6 separate regions of the Mus musculus genome follow, and regions 2, 3, 4, 5 and 6 are each linked to region 1. A link is a contact called in public Hi-C, HiCAR-type, Micro-C and promoter capture Hi-C data. All regions are on one chromosome and are shown on one strand. The core of a region is the stretch at or near the end of the contact, and the rest is flanking DNA. Distances in the headings are between cores, read along the strand shown.

The links. Promoter capture Hi-C pulls out the DNA fragments that hold promoters and counts their contacts. A called contact is a pair of places that touch in the nucleus more often than the background predicts. HiCAR-type assays count read pairs that join an accessible place to other places.
Region 2: a contact with region 1 is called in a promoter capture Hi-C map of hippocampal neurons, with 2.9 times the contacts expected there. The contact joins the promoter of Aftph here to the promoter of 8430419K02Rik in region 1. A contact is called at or near these places in 1 of 39 promoter capture datasets (hippocampal neurons) and 1 of 115 datasets of contacts at active chromatin or transcription factors (astrocytes).
Region 3: a contact with region 1 is called in a HiCAR-type map of astrocytes, with 4 times the contacts expected there. The contact joins the promoter of Ppp3r1 here to the promoter of 8430419K02Rik in region 1. A contact is called at or near these places in 3 of 39 promoter capture datasets (liver and pre-B cells), 2 of 115 datasets of contacts at active chromatin or transcription factors (astrocytes and embryonic forebrain) and 2 of 9 other capture datasets (embryonic stem cells and liver).
Region 4: a Hi-C map of embryonic stem cells shows a contact between it and region 1, with 3 times the contacts expected there. The contact joins the enhancer-like site here to the promoter of 8430419K02Rik in region 1. A contact is called at or near these places in 22 of 484 Hi-C or Micro-C datasets (3T3-L1-derived adipocytes, adipose-derived mesenchymal stem cells, cardiomyocytes and 11 more) and 10 of 115 datasets of contacts at active chromatin or transcription factors (craniofacial prominence, differentiating embryonic stem cells, embryonic forebrain and 5 more).
Region 5: a promoter capture Hi-C map of embryonic stem cells shows a contact between it and region 1, with 7 times the contacts expected there. The contact joins the promoter of Wdr92 here to the promoter of 8430419K02Rik in region 1. A contact is called at or near these places in 6 of 39 promoter capture datasets (the 3T3-L1 cell line, cranial neural crest, embryonic stem cells and 3 more), 6 of 115 datasets of contacts at active chromatin or transcription factors (the NIH/3T3 cell line, astrocytes, embryonic limb bud and 3 more) and 1 of 9 other capture datasets (adipose tissue).
Region 6: a contact with region 1 is called in a Micro-C map of embryonic stem cells, with 6 times the contacts expected there. The contact joins the enhancer-like site here to the promoter of 8430419K02Rik in region 1. A contact is called at or near these places in 2 of 39 promoter capture datasets (cranial neural crest and embryonic stem cells), 11 of 484 Hi-C or Micro-C datasets (LSK cells, Sertoli cells, cardiomyocytes and 7 more), 10 of 115 datasets of contacts at active chromatin or transcription factors (the NIH/3T3 cell line, astrocytes, cardiomyocytes and 6 more) and 1 of 9 other capture datasets (embryonic stem cells).

Annotation. Positions count from the first base shown.
Region 1 is chr11:18,875,616-18,879,523 of GRCm38.p6, forward strand. 8430419K02Rik (a long non-coding RNA gene) reads right to left here and starts at 1,995. Exons shown (of 4, transcript XR_003949854.1): 1 at 1-1,995.
Region 2 is chr11:20,739,822-20,743,513 of GRCm38.p6, forward strand. It overlaps Aftph (aftiphilin), which reads right to left and starts at 1,735. Exons shown (of 10, transcript NM_001290545.1): 1 at 1,485-1,735. It overlaps Gm46272 (predicted gene, 46272), which reads left to right and starts at 811. Exons shown (of 1, transcript NR_168691.1): 1 at 811-3,568.
Region 3 is chr11:17,157,735-17,161,742 of GRCm38.p6, forward strand. Ppp3r1 (protein phosphatase 3, regulatory subunit B, alpha isoform (calcineurin B, type I)) reads left to right here and starts at 1,564. Exons shown (of 6, transcript NM_024459.2): 1 at 1,564-1,808. The coding sequence starts at 1,806.
Region 4 is chr11:17,851,953-17,855,994 of GRCm38.p6, forward strand. No RefSeq gene overlaps it. Among named protein-coding and RNA genes, the nearest start is that of Etaa1, 100 kb to the right of the region's middle. Within about 2 kb of position 1,394, at least 4 of the 459 cell types and tissues checked have an H3K27ac peak or open chromatin away from gene starts, as enhancers often do. A contact at or near this core is called in embryonic stem cells, where this site is marked.
Region 5 is chr11:17,210,032-17,213,651 of GRCm38.p6, forward strand. It overlaps Wdr92 (WD repeat domain 92), which reads left to right and starts at 1,862. Exons shown (of 8, transcript NM_178909.4): 1 at 1,862-2,115. The coding sequence starts at 1,933. It overlaps Pno1 (partner of NOB1 homolog), which reads right to left and starts at 1,558. Exons shown (of 7, transcript NM_025443.2): 1 at 1,282-1,558; 2 at 957-1,106. The coding sequence starts at 1,476.
Region 6 is chr11:19,918,426-19,922,150 of GRCm38.p6, forward strand. No RefSeq gene overlaps it. Among named protein-coding and RNA genes, the nearest start is that of Spred2, 4.2 kb to the right of the region's middle. Within about 2 kb of position 1,841, at least 338 of the 459 cell types and tissues checked have an H3K27ac peak or open chromatin away from gene starts, as enhancers often do. A contact at or near this core is called in LSK cells, the NIH/3T3 cell line, astrocytes and 13 more, where this site is marked.

The DNA of each region.
Region 1 (3,908 bases), core at 745-3,244:
TGTCTCCAACCCAGAGAAAGCAGACAGTGGGATCCTGAACTCTCCGGTACACTCTGCCTGAAGCTAGGGTGCCAAGCCAGAAAAACGACGCCGGGGAGAGGACCCGTAGGTGTATGAAGCAGGTGACTCTACTCTCTGCTTTCCTAATGGGCTAGGACCTGGGAGTAGTTTTCCTCCCAGAGAATAAAGTCACTGGTCCTAATGAACACAGTGTGGGGTAGAGGTGGTCAGGGCTAGGAATTATACAGTTGATCAAAGGAAGACTGGATTAAAACTAAATCCAGAGTTTCAGAGTCGGAATTCCCTGAGGTGGACTGAGCGCGTGAGCAGCACAGGAGTTACTTCTTCACCAGCTAAACCAAGCCCCTAAAAGTGCCTCCCATCTCCCTATTAAAACCCTAGGGTATCATTTTTAGGGCAAAGACTCTACAACGCAAACGTCTAGCGGATTGCCCAATATATTGTTTGTGTTTTCTTTCAGTTCCGCCTTGGAAGAGAATGTTTTAAACTTTTTGGGGGGGCGGCGGGAGGCTGGTTCGATGTGAAAGAGAACCCTACCCTTCCCATTATTTCTTGGCTTCAGTCTCCCAGGAAGACCCCCAACTCTCCCGCCCAGATCTTTTCCCCCAACCAGAGAGCTCTTAGCCTCTAATGCTGCGTCTACCCTTGATGGTATGGTTTGCCAAAGGGCCAGGGGGTGCTGGGTAGCACAGAAGAGACCAGGAAAAATGATGACTCAAACTGGGCGCCCCACACACAAACCCACACCTCCCTGCTTACGGTCCAAACACCCGTTGAGAACCTATATCACCAATTTCTGCTTTAACTGCCTTCCCAAGGGCCGAGGGCCTGTGGGATCCAAAGTGGGGGAAGTTTCTAGGACTTTTAAGGAAACTTGAAGGAGCTTCTGCCCAACACACTGTGACACTATTCTTCTCCATTCTACCGGAGTGCTATACACTCTGGAAGCTCACCCTCTTGCCCAGCCTGACTGTTCAAGGCAGCCTCCAGGGCCCAAGCTCTCACCGACATGCTCCCATGAGCGCCCTGGGATTCGGAAGCCGGGGCTCCGTCTGGAAAAGTCCTGTGAAAGCATTCTGGCAACTACAAACCACTCTGAGGGGTTCCAATTGACGGAGCCCAGAGTGAGCCGAAGAAGTCTTTGAATATGCTTTTGCGCTAACTCATGGACACCCAGGCTACCGAGACAGTTAATTCTTCTTAACTTTGACTTTCAGATGGCGGAGGTGGGGATGGGGGCAAGCATAGGACTCTTCTGCAGACCCCGAGTACCTCGGAGTAGTGTGGGATCACAACTGAGACCCACCCGCCCACGTACCAGCTCCAGCCCCAGCCCCAGCCCCGATGTCGTGCAGAGGGAAACTAAAGGGAGTCTGAGACGCGGCTGGAGCTGGGTGAGCCGGCCGCGGCGGTCTCATTAGAGACATCTCAAAACTCCTCTCAGCCCACCCCCAACACCCCCCTCCCGCCTACACAGGGGGAGCTGAAAGCATCACTGAAGGCTCGGAATTCCAGCGTAAAAGAGCAGTTTTCCCCTTTCACAACGTTCGGACTTTGTCCCTGGAGTTACTCAGTATGCGCTTCTGCCCGGAATGCGATCCCCATACCCAGATCCATCTTCTCTAGGCCCGCTAGGACCCGGCACCCCAACTGCTGTCCTTGTCGTTTGGTCTCCCCAGGGCTCCACCTAGCACGCCTCTCCCCGCGGTAAAACTCGTGGGCCGGGTTCCCCGAGAGGAGACAGCCTCCAAAGGAACTCCTAATACCATCCATACAGCTTTAATGCGCTTATAATTCGATAAGTGATTTCAATTTGAAATTGTTAGTAACTAATTTTATGGGTAATTTTTCCACATCAAATATTTAAGCATCAGATTAAGGGCGCCAGTTCCGACGCATGATCATAAGGGGGTTTCTTCCCCCCCCCTCCCCCCCGCCCCCTCAAAACACACTGCCGCGCTCCGCCTCCCTCCGGTCTCCTACTGCGTCGTTTTTCCAAATCCCCAAAAGGTGGCAGTAGAAGACGACTTTCCTCTTTTCCTGCGGCTCAAAAGAAAGGACAGGGGTGAGGGGCTGGGGGGGGGGGGGAGCGGCGGGGGGAGGGGTGGGGCGAGAAGAGGGCCAGGAGGGACTGGACGGTGCCAGGACTTTGCAAGCTGAGCCTTTAACACGTTTCCACCACCGCGCTAGCGAGAGCAGTGGCGAATTTCCTGGAGACGTCTCGGGCCACGGCGGCGCGCCCGGCGGCCCTGGGGTCGGGGTGCGGGCGACTCGGCACATTTGCACTCAACCCTCAGCCTCGTACAAAAGCGGGAGACGCAGAGAGGGACCCACCGGCTTCTTTCCATTTCTTTGTAGTTTAATATTGTCAATACTGTACAACCAACCTTGGCTCCTCGAGGCCGGGCTCTTCGAACACATAAGTCGGGGGGGGGGGCTGTTAATGGGGGGGAACTGGGGAGGGTGGAGGGAAACTAGGGGCGCAGCGGATGAATTGCAGACCAGTTGCCAAACTTTTTCCCCCTGCTGCCGCTGCTGCGGCTGCCGTGGCTGCAGCCTTTGCTTTGAATGTGTGTAACTAGGAAACAGCAAGCCGTCTGAGAAGACGGAATTTCCAACGTGTAAAATGTTCTTAACGGAACCATTGAGCGAGTGCAATAAGGCGTGAGGGGGAACTAATCTTCCCATTTAAATGTTTGTGGCAATTTTATCTAAATGAATTTTAATGCTAAACGAGGGTAATTCCCCATTTGTAGCGCGTTTGCTTCTTTCCTGTGCTTCTAAAGCAGTCGAACATCGTGCAATGAACAATAACAATAAAAATACTTCCAAGGCATATTATTCATTTTGAATGTGTTATAATTACATTTGATTAAATATGATCGGGTAACATTTTTAAATTTTTTGTAAAAGAAACTTAGTCATACTAGTCTCATTCAGCCAGCGGACTCCCCCCACCCCCCCACCCCCACCCCCAAAAAAGAAGCCTGTATAATTGTGTGCCCTGTTTAGGGGAGGGCGTTTTGTTTTTGTCCTTTAAGAAACATCAAAACCACTCTCCACACCTCTATTATTTTCCTCCTTCCGATAAGTGTCGTCAATAACCTCAAAGCTGGCTCTGAAATTTACAAGAGGAAAAGCTAAAACAGAATTAAACGGGAGGGTGTCAGGGGCAGGAACAGAGAGACCTGAGGAGCAAGGCTCGCACAATCCTCACTCCGAGGGGGGAAACCATGGCACAAAAGCTTGCTTTATTTTTTTCTAATTCCTAGACATTAATGATCATGATTCTTTTTAATCTCCACATTCCCCAGCCCCCCTTTGCTTGCGCTCACTCTTCCCCTCCACCCCCAGCCTCTCCCCCTGTTCTTTTCACCACCCTCTCCTTTCCCCCTCCTCCCCCCTCCCCGGCTTTCTCCCCACCCCGCCCCCTCCTACCCCAACTAGGCTAGAGCCTCCAGGATAATAAAGGCTGACTCACCGGGCTTGTACTGGGGAGGCAGAAGTAAAAGGACGGTTAGTTTATAAAGTTTATTATTATTTTTAAAAGTAAATAAATGGTTGTTAACTGCAACTAACCACCCATCAAAGAAAATGATTTCACTAATATGGACTCTTATGCAGTCGTAGAATTGTCTCGGGGCCAAAATAGGAAAGTTAAACAGTCCCATCTTTGGGGGGGCGAGCAGGGCGAGGTGGGCAACAGCTCTGAGACCAGGCTGCAACCTCTCTCACGTTCTCTCTCTCTCTCTCTCTCTCTCTCTCTCTCTCTCTCTCTCTCTCTCTCTCTCTCTCTCTCTCTCTCTCTCTCTCTCTCTCTCTCTCTCTCTCTCTCTTCTCCCTCCCTCCCCCACCCCCTCTCTCTTCTGCACACCCACGTGTCAGAA
Region 2 (3,692 bases), core at 485-2,984, 1.9 Mb after region 1:
AACTATAAGCAGGACAGCTTAAAAATAACTTTAAAATAATGTTTTATAGTAGAATCACCTAGATTGTGAGTTTTCATAGACAATTGGGTTCTACAAAATTTACCAATGCCATTATGGATATATCTTTGTGGAATTATTTTCATTATAGCTTCTAGGTCAAAAGATCAGATAACATTAAATTCAAGTGCCCTACATATTATGAGTCTTATTAAATTTTTTCCAGGAGCTTTTTAATGATTTAAAAATATGTCTCTAAACATCAATAGATAAATCTGATACACTATATCTAATAAGAATCTAGTAAGTGCTATTTACTGATCTAGAAATTACAATGCTGGATCTAACTTGCTATTCGTGTGAGAGATATCCATGTATATGGCTACCATAGGTACTTTGTTTTAACAAATACACTTCTGGAGAGTGTTAAAAATGATCCCTACAAATGCCAACGTTTAGAAACTTATAAAATATGGTAAACTAGGCTGCTTATATCAACGCATTAGAGTTGAAGCAGAGTTCCCCCTAGAGTTTAGTATATATTTCTCTAATAGTTCAACAAATGTAAAATCTGATTTGAACCTTTCCAAAGTTCCTATCCCCACCACTATCCCCCCCCCGCAAAAAAAACACCTCGTGAAAGATATTTATGCCCTGAAGTTTGAGTAAAGTTTTACTTCTTTTAGTAAGAACTCTGAAACAGAACCAACGCTCCTTTGACGCTCCCTGCCCCCTCCCCGTTAATATTTACATGTATGAGTCAGTTCTTTCCTCAACCGCAACAGATTCAGATTCAGAGGGACATCACGCTATAACTTGAATAAACCAACAAGGTGGGGGCGGTAGGAAGCACAACTAGTCTCCGTTTCCAAAGGGAAAAAGAACCCACCACCGTTCACCCTCTGTCCCCGGCAGCACCTGCCACGTCGGGAGCTTAAAGAATAATGGCTCAACTTTCGGACGCAAGGAGGGAGAAGACACAGATAATTTCCTGAGGAGTGCCTAAAAGGTCCTCTCCGCAAGGGACACAGCTCTGGGCCGTCTCTGTCCGTTGGAGCATTCAGAGACCCTTCGAGGCGGCACAGTCCTGCAGCAGCCGGCCTCGGGCCTCCGCGAGGCAGACAGTGTTTACACCTGTCACGAGGGAGGTGGGAGCAGGAGGACGCCGGAGCGGAGCCCCAAACTTCTACACAGCGGCCGGGAGGGAACCCCGGCGCGCAGCTCGGGGCGGGTGGACGGCGAGAGGCAGGGCGGGCCACGGCGGCCGGGAGGGCACGGCTGGCTCTCCTCGGCCGAGCCTGGGATGCCGAGCGCCGTGCCACTCGGCTTCGGGCGCTGCCAGCGGCGTTCCGCACCCGCGGAGAAGAGCAGAGCCCGCGCCGGAGCTCGCAGGCCCGCACGCGGGCCGACGCGGGCAGGCGCTCCAGGCCGGGGCGACTAGCCGGGCCGGGTCCTCCGCACCCCGGGAGCGCGGCGGCAGCACTCACCTGGCTCGTCCCGGGCGGCCGCGATGGGCATGGCTCGGCGGCCCGGGGAGGAACTGGCTCCCCGGGGAAGGACCGGTTACTCGGACGCTGAGCTGGTGAGGGCGGAAGGGGAGCTGTTCCCAGCCCTGTCAGCGGCGCGGCGCCATGGACGCCCACCCGGAGTTTCAGCGCTGCCGCGGGACCCCCATCCCACTACCCTCCGCCCTCTTCCGCCGCCGCCGCCGCCTCCGCCTCCTCCTCCTCCGCGGAGACCCCCGCCCACTCCACACACTCTCCCATCATGCAGCGGGGAACCGCTGCTGTCCATACGTCACTTCCGGGCGCAGGTGGCTAGGTCGGGGCCGGGCGCTGGTGGGTGCCGGGGTGGGGGAGGACACTCCAGGGGAATTAGTGTCACAGACTTCTTACTTCTGCGCAGGCGCCGTCGTGTGGAACGACGTTCGCCATTTTGGTTGCGGGCAAACGGTCTTTTTTCCGTACTCACTGAAGTGTGGGCTGGGGACGTCCTCCCTCCCCTCCCGACCCTCTGAGGCAGCGCTCCGGGCCACAGACCTGAGCTTCTCTCCGCCCAGTACTTTCCCGATGAGCCGGGGAGAGGGTTAAGTTCCGCCTTGGAATAAAACTGCAGACGTATGGAAATACGGAACCAGATCTCTGCTGAAAAACCGGCTGGACAACATTCAGCAGCTTGTCCTTTTTGCCCGGAATAAAAGACTTTCATTCCCTTCCCTTTTTATGTAAGCCAACAAAAGAGGAAGCTGTTATTTAACAAACGAGAAGTGATTGTCCTACTTAAGACGAGAAGTCAGCAGGCAAACTAACAAATGGTCTTCTACAAAAATCAGTCCAGAATTGTGTTGGTGTTTGGAGAAGATGATCATTTTCATACATCTTTCCAATCAACTTGTGCATTTGAGCGATTCTATACAATAGAGGTCATAAGAGGTTTTTGTTTCCATCGGTTCCTGAGCAATTGGTCTTTTTTTAATAACATCTCCCCGTCCTTTATTATGACTCTGTTAGAAACCATTCCACTGTAAAACTCAGACAAAGCTGCAGGATTTTTATTCCTGTCTCAGACGGTGAACCCTGGACTCTACCCTACAAACCCTGAGCCCTGCCGGGTTCTCTTTCTGCCCACGCTGAATTATTTAAAATAGTTCCCAAACCGCAAAGCTCAGCAGTAACCGAAAGGAACAAGGACTGAAAACACCCGTCATCTCAGAGAACTGTCTAGCCCTTTGACTGGAGGAATTACACACGTTGAAAAAGATAAGGACAATAGCAATTCATCATGGTTTATCCTGCCTCTGCAATGTTCTAGACAAATTAACTTGAAGAACTAAAATAGACCCTCATTTGTCTCCTCACAATTCAGTCATTGCAAGATAACAGAGACTGCATTGCTGCTTTGTGGTTATGCTGAATATTTTTGTTATTGGCCAGTCACTGAAGTGAGAAAAATCTATATGGCTTGTCAAATTTATTCCTTTTGTATTTCGCCCCCTGCTGGTGTAGCTCGTGTGCAAATTAAAAAAAAAAAGTATGTCACTGTAAAACATGTTTATTGTCTGAGAATGAAAGTAAAAAAAAATGCGTGTAAAACTGAAAATTAATTTATTTCAGACAAACATATGTTTGTTTTCACTTGATAAATCTACCAAATAAGTACTGACTAAGATCCGAAGGAAACGTTTGAATGATGATTTTCAAATAATTTAAACCAATCAAAAATGTTTAATATAGTGATTCTAAACATTAAAAGGAAACCGTGCAGTTTGGGAAAGTATCTTCCCGATTTCACAAATTATATGATTACCAAATGATTATCTTTGTTAGGTAAGTGAAGAGGCTAACTCTGTTTACTTAATTTTTTTTTTTTTAAATCCATGGAAGCTGAGTAGCTATTTGTTCAAATGACTTGGGAGCACAATCAACCTACCTGTAATTGGATACTCTTACATGTGATTATGACATTTGGCATCAAGAAAAGAAAAACGCCTGACCACTTCTAATTTTTTCTCCTATTCAGCCTTGTTAAACAACTGAAATCATAATAAATAGTAAAGTTTATACTTATATTACCCCTTTTAGTCAAATGTTACATTGTAGTGCTATTGTTTACCTCTTAGACACTCAAATTTCTTTGACCTCTAAAAGCTCTTCCAGGGGGGAGGCTCTGTGAATCATACCTTAAGTAGAGAAACC
Region 3 (4,008 bases), core at 314-2,813, 1.7 Mb before region 1:
GGTATGATAGACATGTAGGTTTTTTTGTTTGTTTGTTGAGACAGGGTTTCTCTGTGTAACAGAGTCCTTGCTGTCCTGGACTCACTTTGAATACCAGGCTGGCCTTGAACTCACAGAGATCTGCCTGCTTCTCTCTTACAAGTACTGGGATTAAAGGCATGCAACCCCACTGCCTGGCCATCAGAAATGTAGTTTGTTTTGATACTAAATAAACACCTTGGCTTTAGGAAAGATGCTGGAGCAGGCTGTTGGGAGTGTCAATGGTTTAAATGGGAAGCTATAGAGTTGAGTTCAGCTGTAGAGGCCTAAGAGCCAAATGTAGGTCCAGATGAAGGGATGGATGGATGGTACAGCTGGAGGAATAGAAAGATGGACAGTTGACCAAACCTTGTCAACAGTGAGGACTTAACTGAGTTCAAGCCTCAGGGGCAGTCAAGTGTTCTTTGCCTATCAGGATGGTCGGATGATAGATTGGTAGGGGTTGTTGCCATCACAGTGCTAGATGTCTATCTCTTTATGGAGTCCAGGTGAGGACGTTGCACCCTTTTCTTGGTATGATGTGCCTACCACGTTCTTGTGCCTGGTTTCCCAAACAATTGTAACAAACCTATGCGCTGTTACAGTTTACCCTGATAAATTCATAGGGTGCCACCCTTTCAACGCCAAGCTATAAGGCATTTTCAGTCTGTGAGTGGAACTGGATACATGGTAAGTAGCATTCGTGTCCCCTCCGGTGCAGGCATCCCCCATCCTCAAAGTGGAGTCAAAGCTCGTCTCTCAAAAGCTAAAAAATAATCTACACTTACAGAAGATGAAACAGGTAGAGCAGGACATACCCTGACCTTTATTTTCTATCTATTCAAAACCTGACTAAAATAAATAACATAAATACGTTATCTTTATCACATCTCTCCTACCAACTTATCTTTTCCTCTTAAATATAACTTCTTTCCATGGACTTTATTACCTACTGTAGTTTCACTTCTATAGTAAGGCAACTGCCACCATTACGGACATACCCTTACTACATGGACAACAGGGCAGTCTGTCTCGTAGTATTTCTCTTAAAGGCTTCTTTCTGCACCAGCTGCAGGGCAACCTAGAGGTAGTGTCTGTTGGAGTGGGAAGCAATCCCCCACTCTTGTCAGTGGCTCCCAGGACCTAAGCTGCAGCTAGCTTTGCTTCTCCTATTTTTCCAACTGCGCGCTTGACTCCACAGTGTAGACTTGCCCGTGCCTCGCCATAGTGACATGGTGTCACCCCCCAAGAGCGACACAGCCCTGTGGCAGGTCCTGTCATTCTCCCCATTTTCTCCTCCCAGGAGTCTTCCTCCTGCCGGCCTTCCTTCGGTCACATGACAGGAAGCGCGGCTCTCCCAACGTCAAGACGTCTGCCCCCCCATCTCCATGTCCCCCGGCGCACGGTACGCAAAAAGCGCTGGCGGAGCGCTAGCGGGGCTCTGCGAGCAATCCGGTTGGAGAGCGTGTGCACGGCAGGGCGCGGGTTCCCGGATGTCAGCCTCCCGCAGGCTCCGCCCCGCCCCGCCCCGCGCTCGCTCCGCCCTCTGCGCGCCCTGTTCCGTGCCTTGAGGTTGCGGTCAGCGCGAGCCGCTGCAACGAGTCGGGGCCGCCTGTGAGCGTGAGGCTGCAACCCTCTCCTCCCGCCGACGCATCTCCAACCGGGACTCCGCCCGCCTCGCTCCGGGCCCAGGCCCCGTTGCACCCCGCCCGGCGCCGGACAGCAAAGCCGCCGTCGCCGCGTCCCGAGGATCCTACAGCCGCCGCCAGCGCCGCCCGCCGAGCAAGATGGTGAGACCTCGGTTCCCCGGTCGCGCGAGGGAGGGCCCGGGGCGTCCTCTCGGATAGAAAATTCCAGAGGCCTGGAGGGTGCAGGTGCTGGGTTTCAAGTCCTCGGCTACTTGCGCGGCCCCCGGCTCTGCGCGCTCCCGGGCCGCTGCAAGGCCCTTGCAAGCCCCCCAGCCCCTGCGCGCCTCCTCCGGGCCTCCGCGCGCCCCCCGGCCCCCTGCAAACGCCGGACGTCTCCGCGCTCCCCGAGATTCGCCGCCCCCGCCCTCCGCACGACCCTGGGCCTCCGGGCGCCCACAGAGCCGCCGCCCCCGGGCTCCTAAGCCCGTGGGCCTCCGCGCAACCCCGGCCCCGTCGCCTGTCTGGCTCGTTCGGCCTTTTCTGAACCCCGGTCCCGGGGGGCTGCGCCCTCGCTACCCTCCTCCACGTGAAACCCACTTTCCGCCCCCAGATGGGTTTCCAGGTTGGGTTTTCTGAAATCCGGTGGAAATGATAGTGTGCGGCAAATGGCGCTTTATGTAAGACCCACTTCTCCAGAGTTGTGCTTCCTCCCACTCACTCCGCATTTTCCAGCAGCGAGCCTTGGCAGGGATCCTTCCACTTTCTTGCCTTCTTCGCTCGTTTTCGCATTTATCTCTCTGCTGTTTGCAACCGTAGGGGATTTTTTTTTTTCCCGAGGCCGCTTTTCTCTGCGTTGGTGAACATGAAAGGGCCAGCGTGTATATTAGCTAAGACACCGGGCCTAGAGAAATGCTCATATTGGTTTGTTAATATTTTCTTAGTATTTTTATTTCTGTTTTTCCGGTGCTTGTGGTAGTTGTTTTTGAACGATGGCGATTTAAATTTTCCCTTCCTTACTTTCCTATTAATCCGTAGGTGGAATTCACCATGTAGTATTTCTGGCTGACGCTAGGGGTGTGCCTCCTGCCTGTCACCATAGCCAAGAAATCTATGACGCCTTTAGCTTGTTACCTTACTGGTTCTGTAGCTTCACTGGGCCTCCGTTTCGTCTTTGCAATCAAGAATTGTGTTCACAGACAAACATAGCTGCACTGCGAGTTATATGTCATTTAGTTAAACAGGATACGGGATTGTGACACTTACTGTAAACATCTTTTCAGTACATATCAAAGAATTTCAGGCGGATTTGTGATACTTAGACTCTTTAATTGTACAATACCCCCTCGCATGTAAGATTTAAGTGCTTCAAATGTGCATTGTTTACTGCAGTTGAAAACCGATTAGGTGGTGGTGGTCAGAGAAACTGAGGTTAAATATTCGAGTAAGTCAGCTTTTATTTGAAATATCGGGTTTACTGGCATCGTTAAGACCCACTAGAGGGGCAGCTTTATTAAAGTGGTTCATGATTTTGGAATGTAGAGGATTTTTTTTTTCCTTTATTTAGGAAGCTGTTCAGATGATTTGGCTCCTTGAAGGTTATAAAACTTAGCCTTTTCTACACCATTGAAGAGCATTTAAAAAGATCGTGTCTGTTCACAATAGAGTTGTAATACTTTGAAGTTAGGAATGGCACTTAATATTTTTTTGTTTGTTTTGAGGCTGTTTTTCTCTGGAGCTCATTGGCTGGCCTGCTTCAGTTTCAGCTCTTGCGATGTATACCATCCCCTTATATCAGAGTAACTGATGAAGAGGCCAAGTTCAAAATAGACCTCTCTTCCATCCTCAAGCTTATACTTCAGATGGGTACCTCAGGGCAGTTAAGAAGTTTATTCTTGTATCATCTACAAACCTGCCAAACTGGGATATTTTGTAGCAACACAGTAACCGAAGCTACGAAATGTAACGGAATTTGGGAGCTGACAGCTTTGGGCCTTAATGGAACTTTGTACGTGTTTATTTGAAGATCGGGGTCTATTGCAGTGATTTTTTTTTTTTGAAAAAAAATTAATTTTAACTATGTATATATGGGGGAAGGGTGTGTGGACAAGAGTGCAGGTGCTTTAGGAGACCAGAAGAGAGCTTAGATTCCCTGGATTCTGAGTTACATGTAGTTTTGGATTTCACATAGGTGCCAGGAACCAAACCTAGTTTCTGTAAGTGTGGTGTGCGCTCGCTTGCGCTCGCTCTCTCTTGCTCTCTCTAGCTCTCGCTCTTGCGCTCTCTCTCTCTCTCTCTCTCTCTCTCTCTCTCTCTCCTTATTCTAATTTGTACTGATGGTACTAAAAATTAGGCATCTGTGTTG
Region 4 (4,042 bases), core at 144-2,643, 1.0 Mb before region 1:
TTCCCTTAATTTTAACAAATGTATTTTTTTGTCTCGTGTGCATATTTTCCCTGTTTATGTGGCTGTTTAGTATGTGTGTGCCTGGTCCCACGGAGATCAAGAGAGGTCATTCAGGTTCCTTAGAACTAGAGTTACAGAGGTTGTGAGCCAGCACGTGGGTGATGGGAATCAGACTCAGGCCCTTTGAAGGGATAGCGAGTGTGCTTAACAGCTGAGCCGTTCTTCAGTCCCTTTTCTCGCTTAATTTTAATAAAGAGGCCCACTGGAGAGCATCAAGGAGACGTGAACCTTCCTAAAGCAAGCATGCATGCTGGAGAGTGGATGCTTGTGCTTAGAACAGGAAGAGTTCCTCGGCCCCAGGTGAGTTTATCGTGCAAATAAAGCCCACCGTTGGGGGGCATTGTGCAGGTACAACTTTGGGTACTGTCATGACACTAATTAATAAAGCCATAACTGCTTTATTACTTTATTAGAACCAAAAAAGATCTCCCAAAGATCACGTTCTCGGTTTAGTCAATACAGAAATTAGATCAAATGTGAACTGGAAATTAAAGCTTAAGCAGTCTCCTGGAGGTTAAAGAGACGGGGAATAAAAGCCGTAAAGTGAGCAGGTTAGAAAGACACACTAGAGGTCGCTGTTGCTGCTCGAGCTGAAGGTGTGTTCACTCGCATGCATGCATGTGTAAATGCAAATATATACATATATCATAAGAATTGTTTTGGGAGATTGTATGAATGTTTGAAAATTTTTGGAAAGATCAAGTACCTTTGTTAAATCCAAAAAAAAATCCATTAAAGTATGATTTTTTTTTTGACTTTTGATTTTTTTCCCCCTTTGGGGTATGTGGATAGTTGAAAATTGAAAAGGAGATTTTTTAAAAGAAACTTTTATTTTATTTTAAAAATTCATCCAATAACTAGTCACGTAGTAAATATTTTGCCTCTGATAAAAATTCTCACATTTACTTGGTGCAGTTTGAAAAACACCTTTCACATGCACATTAATGGAACCAACAGTCAGAGTAATTGATGGGTCAATATGCCTCCTCTAATTATGGAAACTGGTTCCACTCCCTAGTAATGTGAAAGAAAAGTCAAATTAAGATAAAAAAAAAATTTTTTTTTTAGTCCAGTCTTTGAAGGTGTATGGAAAATGTTTTCAGTGTGGCAATCCAGGGAAAATCATGAAACAGGTTTGGGAATTGTTGTAAACATTTTCAAGTTTATATAAATAAAAGGAAAATATTTTAGAAAAACAAGGATGCCCCTGGGACCATCACGTTGCAAATGGAGTGAGTCTGGTGGAACTACGTTTTTGGAGCTCCTGAGGAGGGCTCTAGATTTTTCTGCCTCCCATTAAGCCTTCGGATGAGTTACTTGTGAAGGCCGTGGTGAGAGGAGAGGTCAGTTACAAGGTCACAGCCAGACTGAAGGGGTTTACAGAAAAGCTAATGGCAGAATGACCAATCCAACAAAGGAATCGTCTCGTTGCCAAGCAAAGGATTCCATGGGTTAACCTTGGTTAAATTGCTTCCCTTTGTCTTTTGTTGACTGTTGCTGGTCACAGGGATTGAGTCCAAGCCATCAGAGCATGCTCAATTCATGCATAAAGCCCAGGTACCTCGGAAAGTATTAGTCGCACCTACATTATCTTTGGTAACAGAGATCTCCGGGTTTCAACTGCTAGACTTGAAACAGTTTCAAAACAATGCCCTCACTTTTCTGTGTATATAGAACCTGCCTTCCTTGAATACTAAGGAAAGCTAGCAGGCCTAGAGAAAACTGACCAATTTTCTTCCTTTGCTGAGCATGTTTTTTCCCCTTTGTCCTGCTGATCATGGTCCTGGGAGTAGTTAAAGTTCAAAGAGCTGGATCCCAATTCCTTACAGAGTTACTTTCTACAAGTTTCAGGAGGTGGGGGGCAGGGGGGAATGGATAAAACGGAGTTTGAATTTAATTTACTGGAGAATTCAACGTTTTAAAATCACATTTTCCAAGTATCTTTGTTGAATTACTAGTAGTGGGGCAGAGGACTTGTAAGAGGCTCAGAACTTCGATATGACTCAGAAAACAATGGTTTTTCCACATAGAGTGCCACATGGAGGACCACTTGGGGCTTGGCCCTTCAGCCCTTTCTCTTGCTCAATGAAGGTGAACTTGGGTAAGTCCCTGACCTTGCTGACTCCAACTTCTTCTTTGCAAAGAAGATATAATTTCTGCCTCTCCCAGTAGGCTTCTACAAATCAATGGCTGTTAAGTAATTGGCACTCAGAATGGCCTGGGTGCCTGTCTGGTGTCATTATCATTGTCTTAGTGGAAATTCACAGGCTCTCTTTACACCTATTGAAAGGGATATGAACTGTGTTTACTGTTCCTTTTGAAAGCAGCTTTTAAAAACAGCAACTTGAAGAAAAAACTTAACAGTTCAACAGCTCGTTCAGAAGAAGAAACAGATTCTAATTAGTGATTGTGTTTCTCTTTTTCCAAACAGTTTTGTGTACACAAGCTCAAACTTGGACTTTCGGAAAAATAGAGCACTTTACTATTATAAGACAAAACCATTATCATAATTTTTGGTTAAGAAAATTATGTGCATTTTATTAACCAAAAAATGTGTTTATGCTTTTCACCATGTAACTATTTTTTGAAAGTATCCTGTTCTCCATAGCCTGGTTAAAGGACTGTGGGCTCCTTGAAGTCAGCCACATTTAAGAGCAATCCCACAGTTCTTACAAGGTTGAAAACCACTGCCCTCATGGGTTCTGGTAGCAATTATAATATGCAATACATTTTGTTTTAAATGGAAGGTTTCATAATGAAATTTGGAAGCCAGCGTCATTTCCCTTCCTTGGCTTACTACAAAAAGAGGATTTGAGGGAAAACAATAAAGGAAATAGCAAGGAACTATTATATGACCTTAGGCAAATCTGTTCTGTAACTCATCCTTCTACAAACACACACACACACACACACACACACACAGAGAGAGAGAGAGAGAGAGAGAGAGAGAGAGAGAGAGAGAGAGAGAGAGAGAGAGAAGCAAACATAAGCATAGAATGGAGACTTGACATTTTCTTGGTATTTTGAAAAATGTGTATATTAGTCAAATTGAATGATTAATTGTTACCAAATTGTCTAATTAACCAAATAACTCCGGAGCTTCCGTGCGGTCTTCTGAACAAGTCCTGCCTGGGGCACGAGGAGGATGAGTTTCCTTCCCACTTGGGTGTTGCTGTGAGACATTATGAGAATCTGATGCTCTAAGAGTTGAAAAAGCTACTTTTATCTTCCCATCTTGCTGTGAAGAAAACACTGCGGTTGTCTTTTAGGATAGATAAAAAAAATTGAATGTCCTTGCTCTCAGCCAACCCCTACAAGACCGTTTTTTGAATTGCTTTCATTTTATCAATGTTCCTGTCAACCAAACAGGCCTTCAGTACGTCAAGTTGGCCACCACTTACAGAAAGCACTGACTCAAAAACAACATGTCAGCCAAAGATTCTGTTTGGCCTGTGCTGCTTGCTGTCTGGCCTTCCTTTGGGTGTCTGCTGGGTCCAAGTGGGGACTTTGATGGGCTGTGCTTACATCACTAAAAAGCAGAATGGAGGGGCAGTGGGGTCCCACCTATACGGCAACTGTGCCTACAAATGTGCTAGCTTCCGTTTGTTGATACATTAGCAAATCCTCGTGTCACGGTCAGACAAAGGAACGAATGGAAGAGTTGAGGAGATGGATAAAGTGCTTGCAGATAACGTGTGTGATGCGTCTGTGCAAGCATGAGGACTGGAGTTCAGATCCCAAACATAGGTAAATGCCACTATGGGCACAGTGGCCTGCCTGTAGTTGCAACATTTGAAAGGCAAACATGGGCAAACCCCCAGAGCAAGCATGTTAACCAGGCTAGCTGTTCTGGCAAGCTCTGCATCCCATTGAGAGAGCCTGCCTAACAAATAACTTGGAAAGGGATTAGGGAACAGGAACGCTCCTGACATCAGCCTGGGACCAACACATGCACACAGACACAAACTTCCGAACACAAACG
Region 5 (3,620 bases), core at 612-3,111, 1.7 Mb before region 1:
CAGCAGGGCATGGCAGCACATGCCTTTAGGTCCCATACCCTTCAGATCTCTCCAAGTTCCAGGCTAGCTAGAGCTACAGAGTGAAGCCTAGTCTCAAAGAAAAAAAAAAGAAAGGAAGAAAGAAAGAAAAAAGAAAGAAAGAAAGAAAGAAAGAAAAAGAAAGAAAGAAAACAAAAATAAAACAAGAACAAAGCCACAAAGCCCCAGACTCTGGCTCTCACCCTATGTATGACTCTCGGCAAGTCCCATGAACATCTAGGATTTAAGTTTTCTCACCCCTGCCTAATCCTCCAGCACTCTCATGTCTATGGGTGTATATCATCTATGTCATACCTTAAGGAACAAATGATGTGGTATACGTTAAGCTATCACTGTGCATCTGATATATGGTATCAGCAAATACTAAGAACACAAACCAATGACCCTGCAGTAAACAAGGCAGCTAAAGTAGAACAGAAATGTATAAACTTCTGAAGAGAGCTTGAGTTCTCTTGAAAGCTGACTGGAACTGAAGTAAGAAGACAGCAGAGAAAGTGGCCTTCTCCAGAGACCAGAGCCACCAAAGATACTGGCAGGGGAAAAAAAAACCAAAAACAAAAAAAAACAAAAAAAAGGGAAACAAACACAACTGGGTCTCCTACTTGAAAGGCAGGCTTAGTCAAGTGTCTGGCCTTTATCCCTTAGGAATGCCGAGGAGGCTAGAATACCATAATAAAAGCATTGTGATATGGGAAAATTAATTTGGCACTGACACCGAAGATCTACTGAAAAAAAAATAAAGGAATTAATTTACATTTTTTTCTAAGTGGCACACGTTTCCTCCAAAAAGAGCACTTACACTGAAGAAAGTACCTACAATTACCACTTGTTTAGGCACTACCGTGTATCATTGTCTACTTTTATTAAGGCTGAAACTACGAAATGGTAGGCTACGAAATGGCTACCCTCTTCCTTACCCTGATTTCTACATTCCTTGATTTCAGGTTAAAGCGTATCTGAAGTCCCAAATGTTCTACAATCGGAGTAAATATCTTCATCCAGTTTTCTTTCAACGGTGTGTATCTGTTACCTGGGACGGGAATTTTCCTCGTTTCTTCTTTCCCAGTCTGCAATAAAAACATACACACTCAGGAGGCGACTGAGAGATGCGGGCCTAGGCGAAAAAACAAACAAACAAACAAACCCCCCAAAACAACAAAACAAAACAAAACCGAGAACCGACCCTTTCACCTGGACGCCCGGGCCCCGCCCCGCCCCGTCCCGTCCCGTCCTGATCCCCACCAGGAGCTGATCCCCGGAGAGCGGCGGGAAGACCGGCCTCTTCGCCGGCCGCGCCTCCTCCGTGTCCATGCGTCCGGCTTCTCCATCCTGTCCCGCCGCTGACGACTGCTCAGCCTGTCGTTTCTTCGCCCGGCGGCCCCCTCTGTGCGTGACGGGAGTAAAGCCGTCCTCCGTTCCGGTGCTTTGCGTCTCCATCTCGGCCAAGATCAATCCCGGCAAGTACGACTAGAGGAACACGTGCGTGGTTGTACAGCGCATGCGCCAGCCTCCACCAATCGATTTGAAGACACCACCCCTTTTCCTAGGCGGGGTCCATGCCAGGGGCCTAAGGCTGGATTGGTCCGCGTTTCGGAATTGCTGTCCTGGGATATGCCTGTTTGCTAATGTCTCCGTGCCCTCATACGCTCGCAGCCGAAGCATTCACAGTCTTTACTGTGTCTATGTAAAGTCGTTGTGGTAACGGCAGTAAATTAGCTTGTGCCATGTGTGGAGAAGCATCTGTTGCGGTCTCAGTAGCTCACACGGCATTTTCGGAGGCATCCAAGCCCAACTTGCTAAGGCTTCCGGGTAGAATGCGGCTAGGGAGGGACAAACTGCCCCTGATCTGTTTGCAGTCTGGTTACCAAGTTAGCGTTTGGTTGCATCTACACCATGTCCACCTTCGAGAAGCCTCAGATCATTGTCCACATTCAAAAGGGCCTCAACTACACAGTGTTCGACAGCAAATGGGTGCCCTGCAGTGCCAAATTCGTGACGATGGGCAACTTTGCCCGGGGCACCGGCGTTATCCAGGTGTACGAGATCCAGCGCGGGGACCTCAAGCTGCTGCGGGAGGTGGGTGCAGGCTTGGACCGTTTGGGTTTGCGTGATCTAGGGTCTGATTCCTCAATGCTCCAGCAGAAACAGAAAGGAGGTGACAGATTGAGAAATACTTCAAACTAGGCTCTCACTGCAGCCTCTTCCTCCCACCATCCTCCGTGCAGTCCGTTGCAAGGTTTCTGGGAAGTGAAGTTAACATTTCGTGGCAACGTTCTTGGACCTTATAGGCTGTTAGCAGTTGTCGTAGTCTACTAGTAGATATATGCAATAAACCCACATTTCATACAAGCAAAACCAAAGGAGGCACCGGGATACCTACAACAAAGTTGATGACGAACTAGTAAATACCACATCCTTTCAAGAAGTGTCAGTTCAATGCCTGATAGTCCCAGGCATGGGAATTGCAATGCCAGCTATATCATGGAGTTTATTTTCTGTTGGGGGAGACAGTCCAACAGCCAGACCAAGAATGCATACATACATGTAAACTCATCAAGATGAGTTTTCTAATGTGCAGGTCTATAAAAGTAAAAACAGATGCAGGACGAGTAGAAACTAACTAAAGCAAATTTAGAGTAGAGTATGAAGTTTCTTACAAAAAACAGCATGTGAGAAAGCTCAGTGATAATGGTGGAAGGTAGTTTATTATCTTTTTAAAAAAGAAAAACACGAGCTAGAAGTGGTGTTGCACACCTTTACTCACGGCAATCAAGAGAAAACAGCAGGAGAATTTCAGTTTGAAACCCTATCTGCAACAACCACAACCCCCGTAAAATAAAATAAAATACACATTCATAAGGGATAAGTAATGACCATTGCAAGATATGTAAGACATTCCACAGATTTGTCCTTCATTTTGCTTTAAGGAAAACAGGACACCACTGAAGGACTTTTAGGCGGATAATGCAAGACTAGATTACAGGTTTCGTATCCAGCTGCCAGTGAGCCAATTACAGAATGGGGACAATAATTGACATTTTCTTTATCCCTCCTTCCCTCCCTTCCTTTCTTCCTTTTGTGTGTGTGTGTGTGTGTGTTTTCTATGTTACTCAGCTGGCCTCAAACTGATAATCCTCAAACAAGGCTCTCAATGGGCTGGGGTTCAGGTCTCCTGCCACAGTGCTGAGTTGTGGCAAAGTAACAGTTTTATAGTTCGTTACAGTATTTAAAATGTTTCTATTTGAGTTGAATGGAACAAATTGCAGCCACACGGAGGTGTTGAGAGCTGATAAGAGGTTAGGGAAGGTAGAGGATAGATAAGCTTGCAGGGCAAGGTATGTGGAGCACAGTCCTTCCCTGAACTTTGCTGAGAGCCTGTTTTCCGGTTTAGTTCCTACTCTATAGCCAGGTATTGGACTTGGAGATTCTAAACATAGATTGATCCTTCCTGCCTTGCCTTATGTCCTTCATCTGTTGCTGGTCCAGTGGCCAGTTCAGATTATCTGATTTAGGAAGCCCCTTCTGATCTCTGCTCAAGGAACCTTTCAGTACATTCCACTCCTATAATACTGACCATCTGT
Region 6 (3,725 bases), core at 591-3,090, 1.0 Mb after region 1:
CCCAGCCTCTGGGGAGCCTTTCTCTGACCTTAGCTTACTCTGGTGCTTACCCCACTCATACAAACACCAGCCATTGGCCACAAATCCTAACCTGTTTAGATGCCTGACACACACAACCCAAACCCCAGAAGGCAGGAAGTTCGTGTGCCTTGGCATCCCCGTGGCTTCATAGAATACCCTGGACCTTAAGCAGCTATGAAAAATAATTGCCTTCACCATGGCCTCCCACCCACTAAAAACCCACGTGTGAAAGAAGCTGCAGCAAGGAATGATGGGAAACAGTGGCAGCCCAGCTACTCGGGAGGTTGAGAGAGAAGGGTGGTGAGGATCGGACCAGCCAGCTCTGCAAGCCAGGCTCCTCTCCTTGGCCTTCGTCTTTCCTTTGTTTAAGTCATAATGTGTGAAGAGAAACTACAGACGTGGCTAGGTGGTAGAATGCTGGCCCAGCAGCTGGACCTCGGTTCAGTCTTCACAAATATACTGGCTCATATGAGCAAAAAGGAAATCTAGTTGAGCTCAGAAGTGGTGGTGTGTGCGCGTAATTCCAGCATTCATGAGGCAGAACCACGACAGAGAGAGGGGGTAGGGGTTGGGGGGAGAGAAAGAAATGATGTCCTAAATTTTAGGACTAATTTTTCTAGGCCTATGTGGTGGTGCACGCCTTTAAGCCCAACACTCAGAAGGCAAAAGCAGACTGACTTGAAGGCCAACTAGGGCTATAGAGACTGCTAAAACGGGGGGTGGGGGGGTGGGGGTGGGGTGGGGGGGTGCGGCGGTGGCAAAGGATTCCTTCACATGCTTGTTAAATACACACACACACACAAGCAAGATTTAAAATTCATTTAACTACGGACATGGCTCCAGCTTCAGTTGCTGCAGTTTCTGAATTAATTAGTCTTCATTCATTTGTTTTGTCTCCTCTGAGAAAACCTTAAGGACTCCCGTGTCTCTCACCGTGTAGGTGAAGATGATCTTGAGGTTACAGGCCGGATTAATGAGGGGCTGCAGAGTCGAACCTAGGGCTTCATGCGCAATAAAAGCTACAATGCACCCTACTAACTGGGCCACGTACCCAGCCTGACTCAGAAATTCTGATCCTCCGCAAGATTAGGGGAGGACCCCTCTCTGTCTCCTCTCCTCCTCTCGGTCTGACTCTCTGCCAGGATCCAATTTGCAATCCACTTGCTTCCTGTTAAAGAGTTCAGGAGTGCACCCCAAGGTCAGCCTTCTCCATCTTTCCTGGAGTGGGTGGGGGAAGGGCTAGAATTGGGTAGTAACTTGCCAGAAACAGCTCTTCCCACCGAGCTGCGGCTAGCTAGAAGGTGAGCTGCCACAGACGAAAAGACCCTTTGCATAGCCCATTCTTAAACTGGCTGAGGCTTGTACAGTTGTAAACTGAAACTTGGGGCAAACCCTGGCGGTTACATTTTTTACACAAAGAATGCTTCCTTCTTCGCTCCGTCGATTACTTCCTGCATTCTGACTCTGCTGAGCAAATGCATACCCGAGCCTTTGGTGAGCTGCTGAGCACGGTCGAGCCACCCTCCTACCTGAAGTGGCGACCGCAGTAGCAGCGGGCTTGGCGTTTCATTCATAATACTTGCACCAGCGTGGAGGGAGGCGGGGCGGGGGCCTTTCGTCTGTTTAATAAAATCCCGGCCATGCAACCGAAAGGGAAAATGATCCCGGAGTATGCTGCCCGGGGGATGAGCCCTGCACCGCCGCCCTTGGCTAATTATACCGGAGATTGTGCAATGGGCCCGAGCCATTCACCCTGCAGGGCCGCGGCGCCTCTCACTACGTCTGCACAGTCCTCGGCTCCCTTGGCACAGCGGGTACCCGCGGCTGCTCGCCCGAGCATAGTGATGCAGGCGCTGCAGCGGCCCGGGCGCGGCCGGAAGGAACTGATAAACCGGCGCGCGAGTGGCACCCCTCCCCCGCGTCGGAAGTGTCCTCGAGCGCCGGTCATTGAGAAATACTGAAGGGGCAGAGTGGGGTGAGGCGAGGACAGCCCTGAGGCCGCGGCTCCTGGCCTGTGATCCCACGCGCAGCCGGCTGTCCGGCCGCCTAAGTGCGGGTTCCGCACTGCGCCCCACAGGGCCGCCGGCTCGAAAAGCAGGAGCTGCCCCGCTGCAGAGCCTGCAGATCCGGCCGCCGAGGGGCGCTCCGGGCTTTCCCACAGCCCCTGGGAAAGGAAAGAGCTACGGGGCCTCCCCTGCCCAGCCTGTGGAGTTAAGAGGCAGGCAACTGTGCTGGGTTTCCGTGAAGTTGTGAGCAGATCGATAGTACTTTTGAAGTTTTAAGATCTTACTGAGTAAACACTTTATTTTAAAAGACTCAAGTCTCAAGTAGTTCAAATTGGCCTGGAACTCAATGACCTTGAACTTCTGACCCTTCTGCCTCCTGAGATAAAAGATTGTGCCACCGTAGTCTTGTATCAAAAAACAAAACAAAATAAAACAAACAAACAAAAATCCCAAATTCTCTGGGTTTGTTGTTGTTTTGTGACTTGTGTTTTATTTTTTAGTCAGGGTCTCACTCTAGCCCACATTAGCCTGGAACTGTGTACTCCAACGGACAGTGATTATTTTGTCTCAGTCTCTCGAGTCTACCGTGCCCCGATTGATGGTTATAATGCTTCTGAATTGAAATCTAAATCTAAGATTGGGACAAACTAATATTTTTTTTTTTTTTTTTTTGGTTTTTCGAGACAGGGTTTCTCTGTGTAGCCCTGGCTGTCCTGGAACTCACTTTGTAGACCAGGCTGGCCTCAAACTCAGAAATCCACCTGCCTCTGCCTCCCAAGTACTGGGATTAAAGGCTTGCGCCACCACGCCCTGCTTACTTATTTTCGAATGTCTACGATTTTTTTTTTTTTGAGAAAGGACATGATTTTATTATAGTTTGTGGGGGTAACAGAATAAGAAAAAATAAGACATCAGTGGGACAAATCAAAACAAATAAATCCCGAGACGTTACAACAAACTCTAGAAATAGATCGGTGTGATCCAAGTAATTCATTAGACACTTCCGTTATTGTTCTTTGGGAGTCATCCACCTTGCTTTTCAATCTGAAAGTTGTCAGACCACAGAAGTGACTAGTAAGCCCTGTGGAATTTTCCTGTCTCCATCTCTTCAACAATGGGATTATAATTGCAGGCCATCAAATGTGGGTGCTAAAGAAGGAGCATAGGCCCTCGGATGACAAGTAAGCCTCATACTAACCTATCTCCTAGCTCTGAATGGGTCTGCTTTTTGTTTGTTTTATGTTTATTTTCTTTTATGTGTATGGGTATCTTGCCTGTATGTATAACTATGTATGCATTGCTTGGGTACCTCATGCTCTTGGAGTCCAGAAGACAATGTCAGATCTTTGGAACTAGAGTTATAGAAGGTTGTGAGCAGACATATGGGTGCTGCAAATCATACCTGGGTCCTCTGAAAGAACAACCAGTGCTCTTAACCACTAAGCAACTCTACAGCTTACCCAACCCCCAGTCTTTTTTTTTTTTTTTAAACCAAGGTCTCAATATTTAGCCCTAGCTGTCCTAGAACTCTTTCTGTAGACTAATATAGCTTTGAACTCAAGAGATCTACCTGCCTCTACCTTCAGACTGCCAAGATTAATGGTGTCTACCACCACACCCAGTATGTCTCACTTTCTTCACGGCCTACAAACAAACAAACAAACAAACAACAAAAAAAAACAAAACAGAAACAAGCAA